2 separate regions of the Hordeum vulgare genome follow, and region 1 is linked to region 2. The links are chromatin contacts, called in public Hi-C maps. All regions are on one chromosome and are shown on one strand. The core of a region is the stretch at or near the end of the contact, and the rest is flanking DNA. Distances in the headings are between cores, read along the strand shown. Region 1 has its middle 110 kb from the start of LOC123427482. Region 2 holds the start of LOC123430647 (bromodomain adjacent to zinc finger domain protein 2B-like).

The links. Hi-C and Micro-C count contacts between places; a contact is called where the count stands out from the background.
Region 1: a contact with region 2 is called in a Hi-C map of seedling, with 3 times the contacts expected there. The contact joins the enhancer-like site here to the promoter of LOC123430647 in region 2. A contact is called at or near these places in 1 of 6 Hi-C or Micro-C datasets (seedling) and 1 of 1 datasets of contacts at active chromatin or transcription factors (embryo).

The regions. Positions count from the first base shown.
Region 1 is chr2H:587,456,248-587,463,100 of MorexV3_pseudomolecules_assembly, reverse strand. No RefSeq gene overlaps it. Among protein-coding and RNA genes, the nearest start is that of LOC123427482, 110 kb to the left of the region's middle. Within about 2 kb of position 3,275, at least 3 of the 3 cell types and tissues checked have open chromatin away from gene starts, as enhancers often do. A contact at or near this core is called in seedling, where this site is marked.
Region 2 is chr2H:587,077,300-587,083,750 of MorexV3_pseudomolecules_assembly, reverse strand. It overlaps LOC123430647 (bromodomain adjacent to zinc finger domain protein 2B-like), which reads right to left and starts at 4,454. Exons shown (of 1, transcript XM_045114501.1): 1 at 3,788-4,454. The coding sequence starts at 4,358. The coding sequence ends at 4,005.

The DNA of each region.
Region 1 (6,853 bases), core at 2,026-4,525, 380 kb before region 2:
TAGAAAATCCAGATAAGTTCTTTTTAAATCCAAAGCATTTTTCGAATTCAATGTATAATTTGTGAAAATCCAGATCATTTTTTGAAAATCCAAACATTTTTTAAAAAACAAAAACATTTTGTCGAATTTGAATTACAATTTTCTAAAATTCCGGTAAAAAAATTGAAAAGGGAAAACCATTTTTTGAATTTGAAGAATGATTTTTGAAAATTCCAAACATTATTTGAAAATCCAGAACATGGTTTGAAAATCCAAAATATATTTTGAAACAGAAAATTGTTATAATAAAGAGTAAAATAAAAGGAAACAAAAAACAATTCAGGAAACTTCTAAAAAGTTTTTCAAAACAAAAAAAAAAGCGTGTGAAAATCTTGATAAAGTTCCCACAACCGGGATCATTGCAACCCGTTAACGGTCCGGCTCATATAGCAACCTTGTCTTTTGAAGCATGTGCGAAAGCTCGGCTGGCTGCCGCAGAGAGCGGAGAATAGCTTGTTCCCTAAGATCGTGCGAATAGGTGCAACCTGCGATAAAACACTCGTGCTTTAATGAACTGACCCAATCAATCTTCTGCGTGGGCACCAGATCAAGAATCAACGGTAAAGGCATCGAGTAGGACCTCCCCTGTTCCTCTCGTAATAAGAGAATGTCGTAAACAATAAACAGGGGAGGTAGACAAACAAGGGAGGTAAACACACCCGCCCATGTGAGAAGGTGTATGCTTATATTCGTTTAATTGTGTGTGGGGGATGTGATTTAGATTTCGGGTGCATTTGCACCCAAATAAACAGTAGCCCAAAAATGATAGTAATTGTTTTCATTTATTTTTATTTATTTTTTTGGATGTTCGTGTTAGTGTGACAAGCATACTTGATATTTTTTATGCGAAAGAGAGTAATGGTGTTTCGTCAGTTGAAAAAATGAATTTGTGTGTGACATTTTAGAGTAAGAATTGACGTTTCATTTGTTTCTTTGCACATGCCAGAATGCATAACCTTTTTACCTGGAAAATTCATGGTTGCATTTGAATGTGACAAAGAACACATAAAGATTTTGTTGGGATTTTATTAGCATTTCAAAAAACATTTTTCATGGGCGGGAGCACGTGCTTCGAGGAGTCGAATTGCATTTCTGTTTGTCTAGCCTTTAGTTTAGCATGATGGCGCGCGAGACATCAAGCTGACCCCTCCCAATGCACTTCTTTTAGAAACATAATTTAGAAAAACAAACACTCACATACACACCCCGTGCGCGTTGGGACCTCTATAAACGCACCCCGTACCTCTATGGACATCTTCCAAAGACCCTCAAATGCAGTTGGGTGTTTTCTTTTCCCCAATGGTAATTGTCACATGTATGGCACGAAGTAACATGATCCACACGTTTCTATAACTATCCATCTCACCACATCAAACATATAACATGAGCGGAATCTATCTGTGTTTCGGACATAAAAATGGTTTATCTCTTACATAAAAATCCAATTAAAAATTCATTTTCATCATTAAATCCGTTTCGACGAGATCTTCAAAACTAGATTCCATATTAATATGTTTCAATGACTATTTTTGATAAAAAATTGTCATGATGTTTACACTGAATTTGTCATAGCGTTTACATTAAAATTGTTATGACATGTTTCATCTAGTTTTTCTTCTATATTTCACGCTACTATTATATTTCAACTACTTTTTACGACAATTTTTATTAATTGACAATGGATTTTTTAGTAATCAATCATGACAAATTTAATTCATGGATCTCGACATCTTTTTAGTGATTCATCATGTCAAATTTAGTTTACAAAAGATGACACTTTTAGTATTTTGACCATGACAATTCTAGTATTATGACCATGAAAAATATGTTTTGTATGGACCATGGCAAATTGTAGTGCATGTATCATTGCCAATTTAAGTAGTTCACCATGGCAAATTTATTTTATGGGTCATGACAAATTTAAGTCATTGACCATGCATTTTAAAAGTAATTGATGACAATTTTATTTTTAATTTTGAACCATGTCAAAATTATTTCGTGGACCATGGCAAATTTTAGTAATTCATCATATCAAGTTTAGTTTCTTAATCTTTTTTATAAGATGTCAAAATTTATTTTTAAGTAAAATAAAAAATAGTTAAAACATATCATGACAACTTAAGTGCAAACATCATGACAATTTCTGTGCAATAGATATGACAACTTTTATAAGAAAAAAAAAGTCTTCGAAACGTATCAATATGAGATCTATTTTCGAAGTTCTCACCGCGACGGATTTCCTGTCGATTTTTTATTTTAAATAAAACATTTTGAAAACTAAAAAACCCAAAAAGATTTCCGCACATATGCATGCGACGACATGAATATCTGTTGCTATGAAACGTTCGGGGTCGTCCTGCTCCAGCCCATCGACAGAAAAACAGGAGAGACCCTCAAATACAGCTGGTTGTTTTCTTCTTCACCAACGGGATCGAACGACGGCACTTTTGAAAGAAGAAAATGTAGCCGGGACTAGCTCTCATTGCACCTGCCCCGGTCCGGCGACCGTTCTCGCGCGAACACTCACTGTCCTCCAGATCGGCAGAAAAACAGGAGAGACGCAGAGTCGCAGACAGACAATGGGAATCGGGTAGGCGGGCCTGAGTGGAGAGCGGCGGGAGAGCGCCATCAACGCGGGGCCCCGACCGCATTAGCGCCAGGAACTGATCGGCAGGCAGGCGTATGTCAAATTCCAGCGCCGAGTCCGACCCGACCCGCGAAAGCGACCTCCACCTTCGTCCTCCGTCGCGACGAACGGGCACCCTGACATGGCCGGTCACACCCTGGGCCACGCCCCGTCTTGCCCGGTCTCGCCTTGCGCCGCCTCCACCGGGAGACGGCGACGAAGCTGGCGAGGCGAGCGCGGCGCAGGAAGGCCGTGCGTGCGCACAGGTCAATCCCTGCTGCGGGTGCGTGCGTGCGTGCGTGCGTGCGTGACTGCTATGGGCTATGGCTTTTGCCGTGTCCCGGCTCGTGCAAGAATATGCACAGGCGGCGCAATGGTTGGGGCCGGATACGCGGCGGATTTGATTTGACCTTCAAGCACCGCACCACCACCACCATCTTCCATCAGGTTATTATTCTCGCGACCTCTGACTCGGGAGAGGCTGACCGGCCGAGAAACTACGGGGAGGAGTGCGTGCGCGCTCTCCCGCGTCAAAGTGGAGACGGTGAGGAGAGGTGAGGTCACGACCGCGACACTTGGAGACGCTCTCCCCCGCTACGACCCGGAGTTGAAATCCGGGGCGCGCTGTCGGGCGCCGCTGTTATATTAGCTTCTCCTCCTCTAGCCACGGCTGGGCTCCATTAAACGTGAGAACGGGGTTTCCTTCTGATGACGAGCGAATCCACTTAGGTTATAAATCCTCCGCGGCCGTTTGGGGATGTTTGTGGCTGCCGATCGTGTCCCCGTCTTCCTTTTCCTTTTTCTGATTTGATGTCGGACTGAAGAGATCGTCAGTCAAGGAAAGACGTAGTACGTACTGTTCGATTTCTTCAAGCGCGTATGCTACGGGTATGTACGCGGAGAAGATGTTTGGAATCTGCCGAGACCGTTCTTCGTTTTCTTTTAGAGTGGACGGCCGTTCTTTGTTGGAAAGCCAGTCTTCCTCGCATTTTCGCCGCATATCTGATTCTCACATGGCGATCTGACTCATGTAGGAAAAGTAAATCCATCAAGGGCAGGTGTCTTTTTTCGGAACATATATTCTCCACCGCCTTCGGATTACGACGCATGCTTTGACGCGCTGTATCCATGTCTGTCGTACCACACACTCCGTATACGGTCGTATACTACTAGGACGTGGTTGGTAGCTGCATCCACCTCAATCAGGTTGAGTTGGGTTAAAAGAAAAACGATTTTGCTTGCATACATGGTGGGCTTGCTCGCATCGGTACGAACCTGAAAGCAGCATAGAGCCTTGGAAACAGTAGGTTTGCAACGAGACAGGCTCAGTGGGCGCAAAATCGATGCAGCTCGCACGCGAGGGAGTAAGCCAAAAGCGAGTGAAGACGACCGAAGATGAAAATCGGGTGTTGTCGTGGGCATGATGCTGACAATGAATACTAGGGGTATGAATGAGGGAAGGAGCCTAGCTACGATGCAAGTGTCACTCGGATTTAGTGAGTTCGGACCCCTCTGAGAGGAGGTAAAGACCCCACGTCTCGTGCGGCTTATTTTTCTCTAGGGATGTCTGGTTACACATGATGGTGAATCCTTGTCACACAGCTCGGGGATGGCTTATGTAGAGTTCGTCAGGACCCGTTGAACGTCATTACAAGGGCATTTAATGTGAGTAACTACAAGCGTTACTAGAAACTGCAACCCTAACTATGTCTGTTACTCGTAACGCTGGTCTTGACTGCACTTCATGTATGACATAGAGTCCCTTTGCCGTTCAAGCTACCACGTTGTCCACGCTTGCCTCTCTCCAAGTGCCGGTGCATGTCAGACTGACTGGAAGACGTCCGAATGACTCTATGGGTCCGATTGAAACCTGAGTATGCATCGATAGTCCTCGTACTTTCATGGTTGTGTGGTGCCCTAGGTGGGCCCTAGATGTGTGGTCCATGATGCTACCCCTGGTAGGTGACTCCGTCAGTAGCCTCGGAATCGGTTGAGGTTTAATTGATCGAGTAAAAGACACTTCGGGGTGTCTCCCCCGCTTCGAAGGCGTCTAGAAAGTAGTTCGGGGCTTTCACACTCACTCCAAGATGATGCCACAACATATCCAGGATTGAAGATTTCCGAATGATTAGACTAGCTTGGAATCTATGCACCACCCGGTGGCATTCGGTCATCTCTCGGGAGAGACATCCTAACGACTCGGGTATACGCGAGCTAGGGGCTCCGAGTGATCGGTCAAGAGCTAGGATTGATGCTTCTCGCGTCCGAGGGGAACTCTTTTGATCACGTTCGTATGCGTCCGAGTGAACCGGGCCCCGTAGGGGGGTATTCAGCGGATCGAAACATTCCGCTTCTCGTAAGTGGACATGGGATCCACTAACGGCAAAACACCACAAAAATTATCATGGGGTTGAAACGTGGGCGACACGCGTGCGCGTGAAAGGGGTTGTGTCACAGTTAGTAGGGAAAGTGGCGCGGTGCCTCGAATATCGTGCCAAGATTTTTGCCACGTGCCTCAGGGGGAACTGTTTGCAGGATCTAGCTCCATTCGCTGATTGACGGTTGCAAATACACCGACCTGGAGTACACCGACCACCAGAGAGAGAGAGGGGGGGAGAGAGAGAGGGAGAGAGAGAGGGGAAGAGAGAGGGGAAGAGGGAGAAGAGAGGGAGGGAGGGAGAGGGAGAGGGAGGGCAGGGGAGGGAGGGGGAGAGGTAGAGTAGGTAGGAAGGGAGGGAGAGAGAGAGAGAGAGAGGAAGGGAGAGAGTGTGTGTGAGAGAGAGATGGAGAAAGAGGGAGAGAGGGGGAGAGAGATGGGAGAGAGAGAGGGAGGGAGGGGGAGAGATGGGAGAGAGAGAGGGAGAGGAGGGAGGAGGAGAGAGAGTGGGAGAGGGAGAGAGAGGGAGGGAGGGAGAGGGAGGGCACGGGAGGGAGGGAGAGAGAGAGTGAGAGAGGGAGGGAGAGAGAGAGGGAGATAGATAGATAGATAGAGATAGATAGATATAGATAGATAGATAGATAGATAGATAGATAGAGAGAGAGAGATGGAGACAGATGGAGAGAGGGGGAGAGAGGGAGAAAGAGAGAGGGAGGGAGGGAGAGAGAGAGAGAGACACACATACACACACACACACACACACACACACACACACATATATATATATATATATATATAGAGAGAGAGAGAGAGAACGAGATGTGATTCTTCTCCTTTCGACTCCTCCGCCACTCCGCCCGTTTGCAAACTCACTCCTCCCCTAGCTCCCTCTCCTCCAAGTCCGACCCGATCGCGGAGGATGACAAGGAGCGCAACTGCGAATGCCGAGCGGAAGAAGAAAGGCTCGCGCGGATCCTCCTCAAGTGCCGGGGTGCGAGAGGGGCAAATCCATGGTGAGCGGGTGAAGAAAGGCTCGTCTCGCCAAGGGACGTCTGCTAGAGCTGCAAAGCCAAGGCCTCGTGGACGCCAGGAGTTGGCGACTACCGGAGGAAAGCAAGCTCGAGCCGTCCTCGTGGTGACTCAAATCGAGCGAGGTTTCACCTTGCCTCCGCATCCATTTTTCCATGTCTTCCTCAATTTCTACAGGGCGCAACTCCACCACCTCACTCCTAACGATGCATTATACCACTTTATGTAGTAATTCTAATGTCTTTTCTCTCATAATATGCAAGGTTTACACCAAGAGGGAGAATGCCGGCAGATGAAATTCTTGACCTGAAAAAGCTACGTCAGAGATACCTATTGTGCACATCTCCAAATGGGCTGAAATTTCACGAGGAATTTGTATTGAATAAATAAGAAATATTGGAGAAAAGAAGTACTAGAGGGGGGGTTGCGAGGTGGCCACTAGGCACCAGGGCACGCCAGCCCCCTAGCGCGACTTGGTGGGTAGTGGGCCACCCAACCCACTTCTCGCGACCATCTTGTGGTATATATTCACTTTTGACCTGAAATAATCAGGAGAGGACTTTCGGTACGGAGCGCCGCCGTCCGGAGGCGGAACTTGGGTATGAGCACTTTTGCCCTCCGACGGGGGAACTTCCCTTCCGGAGGGGAAAATCGAGTTCATCATCATCACCAACAACCCTCTCATCTTGGGGAGGCCAATCTTCATCAACATCTTCAACAACACCATCTCCTCTCAAAACCCTAGTTCATATCTTGTGCTCAATCTTGTACCGGAAGCTCAG
Region 2 (6,451 bases), core at 3,205-5,704:
CCTCTAGGGCATAATTCCAACACTTTCTTGAATCATCAGAACTAAAGTATCAAATGAAGAATCCAAAGATCTTAGCAGTTTCTTCACAACTTCGTGATCAGTAATGTCTCGAGCTCCCAATGCTTGCGGTTCATTTGATATGTCAGTGAGGCGATCAAAGGTATCTTGGCAGCTTTCATTGTCAAACCTCTTGAATCGATTGAAGAGATTGCGAAGAACATCAACACAAGGATCACACTGGGTTGATACTCCTTCATTCACTTTGGACAGCCTTTCCCAGATAAGTTTTGCTGAACCCAAAGCACTTACTCCGCCATACTAGCCCTTGCTCAGATGGCCACAGATGATATTCTTCGCTCTAGAATCAAGTTGCTTGAATTTCTTCACATCAGTAGCAGAGATAGTAGCAGTGACGATAGGGACACCATGTTCCACAATATACCAGAGATCGTTGTCAATAGCTTGTAGATGCATCTACATCTTTGTCTTCTAGAAGGGAAAGTCCTTTCCTTCGAAAGTAGGACATGCTGCAGTAACCTTAATCATGCCTGCAGTCGACATAACTAAAACTCCAGGTGGTTAACCAAAATCACACAGAACAAGGGAGTACCTCGCTCTGATACCAATTGAAAGTGCGTTATATCGACTAGAGGGGGGGTGAATAAGAGATTTTTAGAATTTCATCACTGAGGAAATTCCTTTTGAGGAAATTCCTCACTGATGACTAACTTACAACGGAAACAGCAAAGGATGAGGAGTGAAAAGTATCACTACAACAGTTTTCAGGATGAAGAATATGAAAACAGTATGCAGGCACGTAGAAAACAGATGAGGATTAACTCGCGTGAAGAATTTGGGGTTGAGGAATTTTAGAGATAGTCTTCAGCAAATTCTTCAAACAGTGACAGTGAAAATCATCAACACACAATCTGAGGAATATAAAGAGTTGAGCAAATAGAACCCGTTTCACAGTGAAGACAATGGTTGATGACCCAGTTCCAACTGCTGTGAGAGTTGTACATCTGGTTTGGAGTGGCTTGGTATTGAAACCAAAGGACACACAGTCCCGGGACACACACTCCCTACCGTATTCTCCTTGGGCTAAGAACACATAGTCCTCGCCCAATACTCGTGGTAAGTCTTCAGGGCAGACTTCCAAACCCTCACAAACTTGGTCACCTCGCGATCCACAATTGACTGCTGGATTGCTCTAGACCATGACGCTTAACCGTCTGGAGGATGCACAGTCCTCAAAGGTAAAAGGCTTCAGTCCCACACAGGAACAACTTCTTTAGTGATGCTCAATCACTTGGTTTCGGTTTGTGGTTTGGTGTTTGGGGTATTTCCTCACTGATGAATTACTCTCGAAGACTCTAAGGAATTTGGGTTGCTCTTATGACAAGTGTCAGTTTCTAACGGAGCAACCAACCAGCTAATGGTTGTGGGGCGGTTAATTATAGCCTGGGAGCATCCCAACATGATTTGACATTAATGCCCTTAAATAATATGATCGTTGGTGTGGATAAGACCAATGATGTGGCGCGACTATCGGTAACGGTCGGTACCCTCGACTGTGAGAGTCCTCATGTCACTCATATTCCTAACTTGAGGCTTTTGGTAGGATTAGGCTTGGGTTGAGCATCATGTGGAAATTCATTCCAAAGTGTTACTTTGACCCCCTTTAACAATACGGTGTTCCTATTACTCAAGTGTGAAGAAAATAAAACAAAAAGGATAAATCTTCATGCTTCAAAGTCTTCAGATTGATTTTCTTCACGACACACCGAATTCTACAATTTCAATATCTTCATGAGGAATATCAATTTCATCGCAAATTCTTCGCGATTCAATTCTTCAGCTTCACACCAATTTCTTCAGCCGAAGGTATACATTTTTAGGGGTCGATATTCATTAAATATTTCAAACTCCTCAGCGACTTATAGATCATGTGTACACTCATGAACACATTAGATACTTAACCTATAAGTCTTCAAACCACCAAAATCACTAAGGGGCACTTGATGCACTTACACTGTCATTAGAACGCGAATGAGTCGCATGCACTAAGAAACAGCGGGCGACGCGTCGCTCCAATGTCAAAGCCCCCGTGAGAGGTCGCGTCGCTCTCAGAGAGTTTGAATGCGACGCCGATGTGTGGAAGGGGTACACACAAGAGAGTGGATTTTGCATGGGTCGGGGTAGTTAGAAAAGAGCCTCGCAGCGATCCGGACGCCCGCAAAGCCCCTCTTCGAGTTTGTTTTCGTTTTATGGTACAAAAAAGTAGGTCCAGACCTGTCGACGGACCGATACAGCCCTGCGTCGGATGGTAAAATACATTCGGACGAGTATTCCGATTGTTAGAGATGTTCTTACATATTCTTTGAGAGTTTAATAATTTATTTAAACTACTCCCTCCGTCCTAAAAAAATGTTTCAAGCTTAATACAACTTTGTATTAGAGCTAGTAAAAAGTTGAGACATTTATTTTGGAATAGAGAGGGTACTTTATAAAATTATAAAAATATTTGAATTCTTATTATCTTGATTATGTATTTTTTTTATTGAAGGTTGTTTGATTTGAAAGATTGTGTTTCATTTCAATGTCTCTTTGCACTATTAAGACTTGACCCAAACATAAAAAATATTATACTTTCTCATGATGCGCCTAGAGCCCTGCAGAGAACGTGGTTCGTCGCGCTATGAGCCGGCTGGCCGACGACCGCCGTTCCACGAGAGCTCTCGTCCCCGTCACGTCTGGAACCCGCTGCTTCTTAGAGCAAGTACAATAAGGTACAGTCAGCAGGTTGTAAGGATTAAAATACTATATTTTTATTGAGTTGGATGAGAGAGAAGAGGAGAGAGAAGAGAAGCGGACTCTTCGTGAAGAGTCAGCTCTAGCACGTGCTCCTATATGCTTTGTGAGAATGAAAGGTGGATCATATATGATAAAAGTAGTACTCTTTTATAGCTAACTATTATACAATCTAGCTATAAGACGGGCTATAAGACTGCTTATAGCCAGCAGTTGGCTATACTATTAACCATGCTTTTATTGGGCTCTAAAAAATGCAGCGTTTTCTTGTAAAAACATTTTCTATAACAACCTAAAATAGGAAAAGGACTACGGGTTAAATATGATAAAACACAGAGGCTTTTTGCAAAATCATTGATAAAATTTGATTAGGTAAAGTTTCTTGGGCAGGATTTTTTTGCACATCTTGCAAATCATAATATTTTTGAACGAAATTTTACAAACTGTCACAAATATGTACTCCCTCTGTCTCAAAATAACTGTCTCAACTTTGTACGAGCTCTAGTACAAAATTGTACTAAGCTCAAGACACTTATTTTGAAACGGGGGGAGTATAAGTTTTTTGATTTCTTTTAACTTAAAAATACCATTTTCGACCGTCCTTCAAAAGTCGCATCATAATTCGAAGTCGCACCATAATCCTAGATCATCGATTTGATCAACTAAATATAAGTTATGTCATCAAAAATATATCATCAGATTCTTAAGCTAATGTAGTTTGTAAATATACATTTTTTATCAAATACTACCTTCGTACCAAAATTGTGACTAAATACTTATACTTCAACAAATCTAAGATAATTTTTTTGGAACGGAGGGAGTATAATAGTTAAATTATCAATTAAAACATGTCTAAGTAATAGACCTATGTGAGGTAGTAAATTCGTATACGCAAATTTCCGAATCGTGCGGCCAACCAAGTGGATGCTCTCACACCTGGTGTCCTTGCAGATTTGTCGTACAAAACGTGCACATCTTTGATGCATTACAACTTTCAATCTCATGTTTCAAATTTTCTTGCCCCCAACAAGAAGCGAAAGAAAAGTCACCAAGAGTAAATACTTAAACGCCGTCTCAGAAAAAGAACTTAAAAGCAAATTTATTTTTCTTTCTTCCATTTTTCTCTCAACCTCGAGAAAGAAACGAAACAACAGAAATTATCTCAACCACCCGCGCTTCTTCACTGGTTCCTCCTAATCACTTGCGGAAGGATACAGATCATCGTCGTCCGAATCGTCGGAGTAGGAGTCCCCGTCGAGGTCCTCGTCGCAGGACATATCCTCGAACTCGTCCTCCTCCTCCTCGTCTTCCTCCTTCTCCTCGCTGACCGTCTTCGCCTTGGGAGAACTGCCGGCGTACCCGCGCCGGGCACACAGAGCCGCCGCGGCAGCAGCAACAGTTGGCTGGAGGGATAATCGCGTGGTGCCGTTGACCACCGCCGCGGCAGACCGAAGAGGCGCCGGGCCAGCTGGGAGCCCCGGGCGGGTGGCCGACGCAGCAAAGCGGCGGGTGGCCAGGGAAGCAACCCTTACGGCGGCGCGCTGCATGGCGTAGGCCGTCCGCCGTCAGCGAGTAGGTGTGATGGGTGCTGTGTGTTGGTGCCTTGGTGGAAGGTGGCGGCTAGGGTTTCGAGAGTGCTTTGAGTACGGGGCACGGCTGGGCTTTTAATGGAGCGAGAGTGCGCGAGATGCGAGGCCGAGGGCCGAGATCAAAAAAAAAGAAAACAGCGCTGCGCCCGTTAACGATCCGGCGCCTGCAGCGTCGCTTGCCTGGGCCCGCGCACTAGCATGCCCAGTTTTTTTCCTGTTGATACAATAGGAAAAAACATCCAGGTTTTCTATTTGTTATGAATATAAGAATATGAAATCAAAAAATGATTAACAAATTAAAGAAAAGATTCATCCATTTGAAGGAAAACTTCATATATTTAAAAAAGGATCATCATTTTTTTTAAAAGTTTAACAATTTTCAAAAAAAGTTAATTGAAATTGCAAAAAATTCATCCAATTTGGAAAAAGTTCAATAAATTTATAAAAATTTCACTAATCTAATAAATCTCATAGAAACTGAAAAAAAAATCATGTATTTTTGAAAAAAAAGAACCGAATAGAAACTTCATAAATCTTAAAAAAGTTCATTAATTTTCAAAAAAAATCATCCTTTTGCAAAACAATGTTCATCAATTTTCTAATTATTTTATTGGTATTAAAAAAGTTCATAGAATTTAAAGGTTCATCGATTTTCAAAGAAAGTTCATCAATTTTAAAAAATATACATCCATAAAAGATCATCAATATTCAAAGAAGTTCTTATATTTTTTAAGAAAAAATCATCACCCGACGTCTAGATGGAACGGTCCATTTAAGAATCCTGCAGGCATCAGTTAACAAAATTCTACGTTAATTAGCGCCTAAAGCGCCAAATAGAAAATGGCCGGGCTAAGAGTCAACTACAAGTGGCTTCGCTGAAGCCTACACAAATGAGCCAGCCCGCTTTGCCAACAAAGCTATTTTATTTTATACTCTACAGTTTTTTAGTCTCTTTTCCAGCCAAAAACACACTTGTTGTTTTTAATCTATTTTGGAAAAATGATTTTTTTTAAACGTGAACAATTTTCTTCAGAATGTCAACATTTTAAAAAATATGAAAATTAAACAAATTTGTAACGTGAAGAATTATTTAAAACATGAACAAATGTATCAAAAACGATATTTCCTGTTGAAATTGCAAGAAAAGCCGTATTCCGTATTTTTTTTGAATCGTGAACAATGTTATAGAAAAGTGTACAAAAAATTGGAAAAAATGAACAGATTTTCAAAACATTTTTTAAATGTGATTTTTAAAGAAATACGAATAAAAAATGAAATCCCAATGTTTTTTAGTTGTGTTTTTAGAAGCAAATACACATTTTTTGAATACATGAATACCATCTTTCACAAAATATCAACTATTTTGAAAATGTGAACAAATTCTGGAAAACATAGAAATAAATTGAAATCATTAAGAAAATTTGGAATCCCTAACATTTTGTAAAATTTAAATGAATTTTTAAATTCTTAACATCTTTGAAAATTTTGCATGTATGAAAAAGTAAAAACCTAAAACAACGAGCAAAGGAAGGATACTTGGGCCGGGCCATTCGTACGTACCCTTGAGCGAAGGCTCGTTGCCTCTCACCGATCACTTGCCCCCATCAAAGCATGTGTTGGTTTATATTTTCATTCCATTTTAGGGGAATTTGTCATGGCTTGCATTGGTAGTGTTGTCGGGCTTTGGAAGTGTAATTGGGCTTGGGCGTGAAACATCATTCAACTATGGAATGAACTATCTAATGAATTGAATGGTAAGTATCAACCTTATGCAGTTAGGGTTAGGCCTACTCCCTCGGGTTCCTGCCAATGTTGAGTTTTCCTATCGGCAAGTGTGGGTGATCTCGATCTCCGCTCTCATGACACTCTTAGACTGATCATGGGGTGTGACGACCCCATTTTGATCGTACGCTAATCATACACGCAAATGCGTACGATCAAGATCAGGGACTCACGGAAAGATGTCACAACATAACTCTAGGCACAAATTGAAGTCATACAAGCTTTATGTTACAAGCCAGGGGCCTTGAGGGCTGGAATACATAAGCTCG